Linked DNA regions of Cricetulus griseus: region 1 is linked to region 2. Evidence: chromatin contacts called from public Hi-C data. All regions are on one chromosome and are shown on one strand. The core of a region is the stretch at or near the end of the contact, and the rest is flanking DNA. Distances in the headings are between cores, read along the strand shown.

Region 1 (4,928 bases), core at 11-2,510, 150 kb after region 2:
ATATGAACCTTGAGTATATGTACTGTACTATTTATATGTTAATGGCTCCCAATTTTGCTTCTTCAGCCTTCACCTTCATTCCTGAGCTTCAGACTCTTAGGTCCAGGTACCTACTTGGATGGCTTCACTTAATCAACTAAAAATCTTCATATCTATAAAACATAACAATTCCATGTTTTATGCCTCCAACCAAAAAAGCTGTTCTTCCTTTATTCTTAGTTCAGTAAATGGCATGCCATCAACCCAGCCCAAACCCTAGTACTTAGTTATCTTTTATTCTTTTTCCTCATCCCAGGTACATTAAACTCTACCACCAAACTATATGCCAAATCTATCCACACTTGCATAGATATCAACCCAGACAAAGGCAACACCATTTCTACTTTAGTGTCCATTTCCACTCTTATTCATTGTATGTCTTTTCTTCAAATAACTAGAGGAATTATGTATGATACTTTCACACATTCATTCATCAAACATTTATTGAGAGCATACAGAACCAGGGATACAACAGTAAAGCAAAGTAGATCTTCATGTTCGTGGACTTACACTCCAGGAGAGAAACACTACAAAGGGGGAAAAAAAGTTGTGTATTTCAAATACAGTGAGGATGAAACTAAGATACTTGCCCCTTCCATAAACATTTTCAGTTTTGTAGCATGTCTACATCAAAATCCAAATACTTCACAATGCCCTTGTTTTGAGTTCAGGTTTGTTTGCCCCCTCCATCTGTAAGCCTGTAAACTTAGCTCCAGCCACTTCCTTCCTCATCCCCCCTTTTATTTTCCTTTTTCTCTTTCCTTTTTTGTGTGGTACTGGAGAGCAACTCAGATCCTGGCTTCTGTTCTAACAATGTCTCAGACCGTTTCCCTTCTTCAGAATGGTTTCCCCTAATCTGGAATGCTGCTCTCGTGTTTGGAAAAGCAGCCCCTTCTCAGTTCAAACATTTGATTGAACCGACCAATCTAACTAAAAGTAGCCTCTACCCCTTCTCTATCCATCAAACCTTTAACTATGCTTCACAGCACTTTTCATTTTCCTAAGTTACAGTAGCTGATTAACTGTATCTCGTCCCCGCTGGACTGTAACAGTAAGTGCAGAATCTTGGCGTGTTGTTCACCACACTATCCATACAAGTCTAGAACACTCCCTCGCCCAAGAAGCGTCTGTTTTGTGAACGAAATCTACAGCTCAAACTACACCACGCCTGTCACACACAGGCTCCGCCTCCTGGAGCTACTTCCGCCTACGGCCTCTCCGGAAGCAGTCGCGGAGAGGAAGTCGTATACACAGGCGCTGTGAGGCTGCGGGGCATTGTGGGTAAAGATGGATGCCTATGATCTGTTTCGCCGGCTCGGAGCCGGCGCCAAGTTCGACGTGAAGCGGTTCTCGGCCGACGCTGCTCGATTCCAGGTGCTTACTGTACACGGGGAGCCGAGTGTCCGGGAAGGGGCGGGGTCCGTGGGGTGATTGCTGGCTGCGGGGCAGCGGGCACGCGGGATTCCGGAGCCGGCTCCGACCGCCCCCGGGGCAGCATTCCCCTTCTTTAGGGTTCAGTTTGACCCCAGACTTCTGGACCACTGTCTTCTGAGCCCCGGTCGGCTCAGTTAAGCCTGGCACCGACACTTTTGTTTCCCGACTTCTTCTTCTTCTTCTTCTTCTTCTTCTTCTTCTTCTTCTTCTTCTTCTTCTTCTTCTTCTTCTTCTTCTTTTTGTTTTTTTGTTTTTTCGAGACAGGGTTTCTCTGTGTAGCTTTGGAGCCTATCCTGGCACTCGCTCTGGAGACCAGGCTGGCCTCGAACTCACAGAGATCCTCCTGCCTCTGCCTCCCAGTACTGTGATTAAAGGCGTGCGCCACCAATGCCCGGCTTACTTTACTTTCAAAGTTAGAATCCTTTCAAAGGCCTCTTCTCAGAAACTAGAGGAAAGGAATTTGGAGAACAGTCTTTTCACGGTAGCCTACCGAGGTTTGACTTAAGTGTGCAGATAGCTGGAATTTACTGGACATGGTTCTTTTCAACGTTCCAACCAGCGGCGTTTTAAGTAACCAACCAGAAGAGTGATGTTGAAATGCGGGGAGGGGCGTGTCTTAGAAAAGTAGTGAGCATGCAGGGAAGTCAGCAGGGGCTCATTTGTGAACATTTCGATCATAAACCTTACCGTAAGAGAACAGAACCTTTGTGGGGGGCAATGTCTGTTTCTTCGTCTTGACTGCAGTGCTATTGTTAAACTGTTGGTGTGAGGATGAAGTAATTTAGTATCTAATAAACATGCTTGACATGTAGTAAAATGTAAGTATTCATTGCTGCCAGTGTAAGGAGGCCAGAGAGGGGTGTGTTTGTTTGCATCCCATTTGCCTAAACACACAACAGATTCCTGGTTAAAAGGGTTAAAATGATGAATTACTGAATTCTTGTCCTCCATAGTGATAGTCGTGTTTGGATGAAAACAGCACTATTCTGGCAGCAGATCTCATTTGAAATTTTGGGGGTTTTAGGTAGGAAAAAGGAAATGCAATCCTGATTCTTCGGAGGTGCTGCAAGGGCTAGACTTCTTCGGAAACAAGAAGTCTGTCTCAGATGAGTGTGGAGCATTACAAACACACCAGGAGCTCCAAAAGGAGGAGAAAACAGAAGGGGGCCTGTTGGAAGGGAGTAAGGAGCCCAAGAAGAAAAAAAGAAAGAAGATGATTTCAGGTTAGTGTTGGCTTTCTGTTTAATTTTTTTTTCCAGCTGCAAAATAGTGCAAGCTGGTAAATCAGACAACACATACCCATTCCTCTGTTGATGGCATTTGGATTATATCTAGGTACTGGCTATTAATTGCTACCACAGTGATACTCAGGCATACCCTTTTTGTGCAGGTGTTGCTATCTCTATAGGCTAATAATCCCAAAGTGTAGACACTCTGTGAAAGGGTATGCACACTCCCTTTGAATAGATACCACAAAATGACTTCCCACACCTTTGTCAGGCCTGGGCTTTTGATTTGAGACAAGGATTCCCAAGTGCTGGGATTACAGGTGGGACAACAGATAAAGGTATTGCCACTGAAGCCTGGTGACCTGAGTTTGATCCCCAGAACCCACATAAAGGTGGAAGGATAGAACTGACTCCACAATGTTTCCCTCTGACCTCTACACGCATGCTGTGCCACAATCCCCCCACCCCCAGTAATAACGCATTTCATTAAACCAAGTGCTGGGGTTAATTAAATGCTGGGATTACAGACATGAGCTACACATCTGACCTAGCACTATTATTGGTCTTAATTTTTTCTTTGCCAATCTACTTACTGAAACTTTTAATTTAGATACTGGTATTATTTTGAGACAAGTCTGTACCCTAGGCTGCCCTTTAACCTTCTGAACACTTGCTCATTTTGCTTCCATTTCCCAAGTGCTGGTTTTTTTTTGTTTTGTTTTGTTTTTGTTTTTGTTTTGTTTTTTTAGATATATGTCATCACTTGGTTTTATGCTATGCTGGGGATTGAACCTAGGGCTTCATGCACACTAGACAAGTTCTCTGCTCACTGAGCTGTACCCCCCCCCCTTTAATTTTGTGTTTTCTTGATAATTGAGGTGGAACATCTACTTACTGTTTATTTATTTTGAGCAAGTTTCTCTGTAGGTCTGGCTGTCTTGGAACTCACTGTGTAGACTAGGCTGCCCTCAAATTCACAGAGATCTATCTTCATCTGCCTTCTGAGTCCTGGGATTAAAGACCCACAGCAGTACATTGGCTTTGAACATCTTTTTATATGCTTTATGGATACTTCATTTCAGCTTTTGTGAATTATCTCTCTCTTTTCATAGTTTCTCTCTTTTTTTCTCCTGTATAAAAATGCATTATAAGAGAATTTATGTTTTATGTCTATTAAATTTCCTAGCCATTTACCTTTTTTACAAAATAAATTCATAAATTATACAATGATGCTGAGTACTTTTCTTTTTCAATCTTTATCTCCTGTTACCTAGTTTTACTATATTTTTCTAGAGCTACTGTATTTGTACTCATTTATGTTTTTCTTCAAAAAACATGGGCATGCTGTTTTCATGTGCTTACATGTTTTCTTTTGTGAACCTTTCCCCTCCTCTCTGCTCCTACCTCCTCCCTTTTTTGAGAAGGTCTTGCGTGGTGCTGGCTGCATTGGAACTGGCTATTTAGATGGAGATGACCTTAAATTAAGGCAATCCTTTTGGAAATGTTTGGAATCAATAGGCAGTTCACTGACCTGTTCTCTTTAACCCAGCACAGTATGTCTTCATATGATGCCACACATGTGGAAGTGAGAGAGCATCTGCAGGAGTCTAGTCTCTCCTTATGTCGTGTACATTCTGGGGGTCAATCTCATGTGGTCAGGACTGAGGGTTAGGACCTTAACATGCTGAGCCATCTCGACAGCCCCTAAGATTGATTTTACAAGGTCATCCATGATTGGCATTTAGTTCGTTTCCATACTTTTACTCTTGGTGTTACAAAAATGTCAGTGTACTTATCTTGTGTGCTTGTATGCCTGTATCTGCCCAACAGATACTTAGAATTGCAAGTGAAGTTAAATTTCGATATTATAGGATGATCTACCAGAAACATTGTGTCACTCAGAAGCCCGGTGTCTTCTTTTTAACACAGTGTAGTATGCTGTTGTACTCTGTAGGACTAGCTCATACCTCATTTGACTAGTGTCTGTGTCAGGGACATTTACTATGTTTCCATGTTTCTGCTATTACATTGTAAGAGTTTTCTCTTTCCCTAGCTTCAAGGTAGATGGTGAAACCTTTGCCTACTGTTTAAAAAAAAAAAAAAAAATGCCACAAATATAGAGATAGGATTCAAATGTTGGGCAATCAGAAATACATAGATGTGTACTGTAACCATTCAGTAATAAATGTATGTAGGCTGTAGATACATGATATGTGTATTTATTTT
Region 2 (5,023 bases), core at 975-3,474:
GACGTTTTGCTTACCAGGAAGTGAGCATCGGTGATTCCTCTAAAACATGGCCTGCAATCTGCTGCTCTGATACACAATCATTTAACCGGATTCTTACGGTGGGATGCCATTTTCCAACCTTGAAGTGATTTACACATTACTCTAGTTTGTTGTTATTTGTGGGGAGAATTTTTGTTAGTGTTGTTTCTCTTGTTTTTTAGCCATCATTTAAAAACACTGATTTGCCTGTTTATTTTACGTGTGTGTGTGTGTGTGTGTGTGTGTGTGTGTGTGTGTGTGTGTGTGTACATGCATGTAGACACCTGAAGAGGCCAGAAGAGGGTACCAGATCCCCTGATATTAAAATTACAGGCATGGGGAGCCACCTGATTTGGGTCCTGGGAACCAAACCGAGGTCCTCTGCAAGAACAGCAGGTGCTCTTAACTGCTGAGCCTCCTCTCCAGCCCCCTGCTTTGGTTTTTTTTGGGGGGGAGGGGGTTGTTTCTTGTTTTGAGATGGGTTGTCATCATGTGCACAGGTTGGTCTTAAGTTCAGGATTCTCCTGCCATAACCTCCCCAGTACTGGGGTCACAGGCTGAACACCCGGCCATACAACTCTTCAGTAGGTGGATCTTTCCATACACTGATCTGAGGTAGAAAGGTAACCGAGTTTCTAAGCACCTCACTTAAATACTGTACCACTGGTCTAGTATTTAAGCCATCCTTTTGGAACACCCCTTGCTCCAGGTCACATCCTTACCTTCCCAGAGCCTTTTCTGCTTGGGAACATCCACTGAGGTAGTTGTCACTGAACAGTCAGTGTTGGCTTACAAAGTCACCCTTCCCAACTGAGGGGGAAACTTACTCTCCTTGCCACCCCCAGTTCCCATCTTTAAGAGCATCCTTTACTACCCTGGTGTGTTTATTCATCTGTTGTCTCCCTGCTGGATATAAGGTCACTTCATGTCTTGGTGGCTTTTATTGCATGGCCAGCCCAGCCAGGCACTAACAGGTTCTGGCATGAGTCTGTTGAGTAAATTGGAAAGGTATCAAACATCCCCTGTACAGATGAACCCTGAGGCCTCAGAGGAGGAAAATGGCGGCCCCCATGACCAGGCTCACCAAGGGGACAGGAAGAATAGAATTCAGATCTCATACAAAACTCTGCTACCACACATGTGTGAAACCCAGATATGAGGGGATTAGACATATAAAGAATACCATTTCCAAGCTTGGGCTTTTATTTTTGTTTTTACCACATCTGGCTACAGTCTTCCCAAACACGGCTTTTCTGAATCCTCGGGACCTGAGATAAAAAGCTATTGTAAAGGTTAGTGTTGAAATAAAGCCAGTGAAGTTGAGTGCAGCCTCCTGGGCCATCCCTGTCTCCCCAGCTTCTTTCACCACAAAACAAACCTTGAGGGACACACACACACACACACACACACACACACACACACACACACACACTATGTGTATGGGTGTTTTGCCCGCTGTGTGACTGTACATGTGTACAGTGCATGCAGTGGCCAGAAAAGGGCATTGGATCTCCTGGACCTGGAGTTACAGACAGTTGTGAGCTGCCATGTGGGTGCTGGGAATTGAACCTGGGTCCTCTGGAAGAGCAGCCAGTGCTCCTAACTCCTGTGCCATCTCTCCTTTGGCAAGAGGAGGGCATTGCCTTTTCAAGCTTAGAGATTGAAGGTGAAGGAGGGCCAAGGAGCCTTCCACTCATCTCTAGCCCTTTGAATGTAGATTTGTGGCCTGTGTTTTCAGGTTGAGGCTTTAGCCTTGAACTTCAAGAACTGTCCTATCCTGCCTCTGCAGCACTTGCTTGGCACTTGTACTCATAGCTAGAGCAGTGACACATACCAGCCACACACCTGAGCCCAGGAAAATGCAGGCGGGTGTCCTTGTGGCATTGAAATATGTGGAACTCCCAGCCAAGGGAGTGTCTGCCCCACCCTGATAAAATCATCGGGACTTGGGGCAGCTGGCAGGATTGCCTTGATGGCCCCTCTCCTACCTAAGCAGCAGACACTCCACCTTCTTTAACCTTTCTTTCATTTGTCACTTCCCCCAAACTCACAGCCAGAGAAACCGACGTAAAACCAGACAGATGCATGCTTTCTCAGATTCAAAGGTGAATGTTAAGCCAGTTCAAGGCAAGAGGCACTCCCAGGTGAGGGCGGTGAGGGCTGGACAGAGGCCAGCACAGGACTGAGGAGGAGAGCCAGTCAGGCAGTTCTTCCTGCTTGGGGGTGGAAGGGAAGGAGGAGGGAGTGGCCTACCCCAAGGCAGGGAGGTGTGACCTAGCAGATGGGCTCTGCTGGGTTAGTGTGTGGCGCTCCACCTGGGAGAGGGTGGAAGAGGTCATGGCGGTGTTGAGGAGGCTTTCTGGAAGTACCTTGGACGGATTAGTTTTAGGAAACACCCAGGTAGCAGTGGAGCATAGACAGAAGAGAGGAGGGGAGGGCTCCTACCTGAGGCTGCACTTTAGTCACTCAAGTGTGAGGAAGCTCCCTTGCTGGTCCCACCTGAAGGGAGTGGCTTTCACCTGCTGCAGGTGTGGCCGGGGCCCTGGGATATTGAAACTCCCTCCCTCGTGACTGAGGTGTCGGTTATAGAGGAATCTCCCAGGTGGGAACTACAGAAGAGGTTAGGTAGAGCCAAAGGCAACATGGACCGTAGAAGCCCAGCCCCTGGCTGGATGTGGATTCCTAAAGCTAGGAAGAAAGTGTAGCTGGTAGTACCCCCAAAGTTTCCACACAGTCACCATGTGACTTAGCAACTCCAGATGACACCCCCAAGAAACAAGGATGTGAGCAAGTACAGACCTGCCCACAGCAGCATCATGTGGGGTAGCCCCAAGCTAGAAACAGCTGGCCAGCTGATGATTGTAGAACGACATGGTGCGTGGCTACTCAATGGAATATTATTAGGCTGTAGAAAAGGCAAAATACTAACATAGTCCACATCATGGGTGAGCCTTGAAATGCTATGCTAAGTCAAAGAAGCCAGTCGCATTACATTGTAGGTTTTCATTTACATGAGAAGTCCAGAATTTGGCAAACCCCACAGGCGGAACAGATAATCGGTTGCCTGAGCCTAGGGGAAACAGGTGTTGGGGATGAAAGGGGAAAGTACCTGAATTGGGTTCCCAGCACCCATGTACAGGGGCTCAAAGCCACCTGTCACTCCAGCTCCAGGGGATCCAGTGCCCTCTTCTGGACTCTGAGGGTAACTGTACTCGTGACACTTAGGTGTCAGACCACCACGATTTCATAAAGAAACATTATCAAAGGAACAGCTTGGGAACAGTATGATTTCATTCATTAATTCACTGGAGAAGATAGTGGAAGAATTTAGCAAATATATTGTGAGAACCAGGCAGGAGAAAATATCGGGGAACAAGACAGAAAAAAAAAAAATCCTTCCCTGTAGATGTCCCTCTTCAGCAAGACAATAAAATAACATAATCAATGAACTGGGGTCCCGGGACCAGAGCCATGGAAAAACAGTTGGAGGCAGGGTGGAAAGCTCTGGGCAGACCGTAGCTCGGCTAAGTGTCAGGGAAGGCCTCCCTGGAAAGGTGACCTTTGAGCAGAGACGGGCAGGAGGTGAACTTGGGGGTACCCAAGAGTGGTACAGGCAGGTGACGGCATGGGGCATGTTAGGGGGACAGCAGACAGATGAGCAGAAGAGCAGATGGGGAGGAGGACCAAGGAGAGGATGACCTTGACAACTGGGGTGTGGGACCCTCCTGGCCTTGTCCCCCACCGTGAAGAGGAGGAATGTAGGAGCCATGGGCTGTGAGCAGAACTTTGCCATGAAGAAACCCCTCCCCATGGAAGGCCCTCTAAGTTGAGGTTTTCAGCCACAGCACTGTTGACACCTGGGACAGGTTAGTTCCTTGTGAGGCACTGGGGGATGCTTGGCAACTGCTCAGACCTCTTACCTACCAGATGCAGATAAGAACCCCTACCCCTGCTGTGACAACCCAAAGTTGTCCCACACTTTGCCAGATGTCCTCTGGATGGCTAAGACACCCACAGTCAAGAATCCTTCCTCTAGGTTATATGGGCCATGGGCCCAGAGAGCTCTGGTTCAAAAGGCTGGATTTGAGGTGGCCACGAGAACTGTAGAACAAGATGTCTCTGGAGCAGTGAGACAGAGTCAGCATGAGTATCACAGGAAAAAGGGGAAACGGCAAAGGTTTGGTTAAGCTTAATTTCTTGAACAAGGATTGTGTGCAAGGTGCTGGAGAAGGTGCCGTAAGAGCTTTTGGCCCCACCTCCCAAGCATAGAAGACAACAGGATGGGGAAGGGAGGCCAGAGAAAAGGGAGAGTCAGTCCCAGTCATCTGGGAAGGAGGCTCATGGATTACTGGGACATTTTGTGAGTATCTTCTATACGTGAGGCAGTTCCACTAACATGGTGTTGTCCTGAAAACAAAATTTAGCAGTGAGGGCAAAGAGTGCGCTTCCTCTTCCGTGACTCAGATGAGGAAACTTCTGAGTAACATTTTCAGATCACTGTCGGCATGCATGCTCCCTAATGCCAATGCCCTAGGCTGGCTCCTTGAAGTTCCAAGTGTGGTTTATGCTTAGCATTGAAGGCTGTGCAGGTGGAAGCCGGGCTGGGAAATGGAACAGAGGACACAGCTGCTTGGATGGAACTTGGATGAAGATTACATTACAGGGACTTGGGGTGGGGCGATTTCTTAAATCATAGAGCTTGTTAATATCAATTTTACTTGGTCTGGGGGGTGGGGGGCAAACGCCACAGAATGCATAAGCAGGTTGGAGGACAAACGCATAGGAGATGGCTCTCTCCTTCTAGCATGTGAATCTGAATCATACCCACAATCTTTCCCAGGCAACTCTGTGTGTGTGTGTGTGTGTGTGTGTGTGTGTGTGTGTGTGTGTCTGTCTGTCTGTCTGTCTGTCTGTCTGCCTGCCTGCCTGCCTGCCTGTCTCTTTCTCTCCCTGTCTCTCTGTGTGTCTCTGTTTCACCTCTGTGTCTCTGTCTCTCTCTGAGATG

What was found. A called contact is a pair of places that touch in the nucleus more often than the background predicts.
Region 1: a contact with region 2 is called in a Hi-C map of the CHK-Q cell line, with 5 times the contacts expected there. The contact joins the promoter of Ddx52 here to the enhancer-like site in region 2. A contact is called at or near these places in 2 of 8 Hi-C or Micro-C datasets (the CHK-Q cell line and the CHL-YN cell line).

What each region holds. Positions count from the first base shown.
Region 1 is chr7:97,187,928-97,192,855 of CriGri-PICRH-1.0, forward strand. It overlaps Ddx52 (probable ATP-dependent RNA helicase DDX52), which reads left to right and starts at 1,261. Exons shown (of 15, transcript XM_027426439.2): 1 at 1,261-1,413; 2 at 2,498-2,696. The coding sequence starts at 1,327.
Region 2 is chr7:97,033,562-97,038,584 of CriGri-PICRH-1.0, forward strand. No RefSeq gene overlaps it. Among named protein-coding and RNA genes, the nearest start is that of Heatr6, 38 kb to the left of the region's middle. Within about 2 kb of position 2,225, at least 1 of the 6 cell types and tissues checked has open chromatin away from gene starts, as enhancers often do.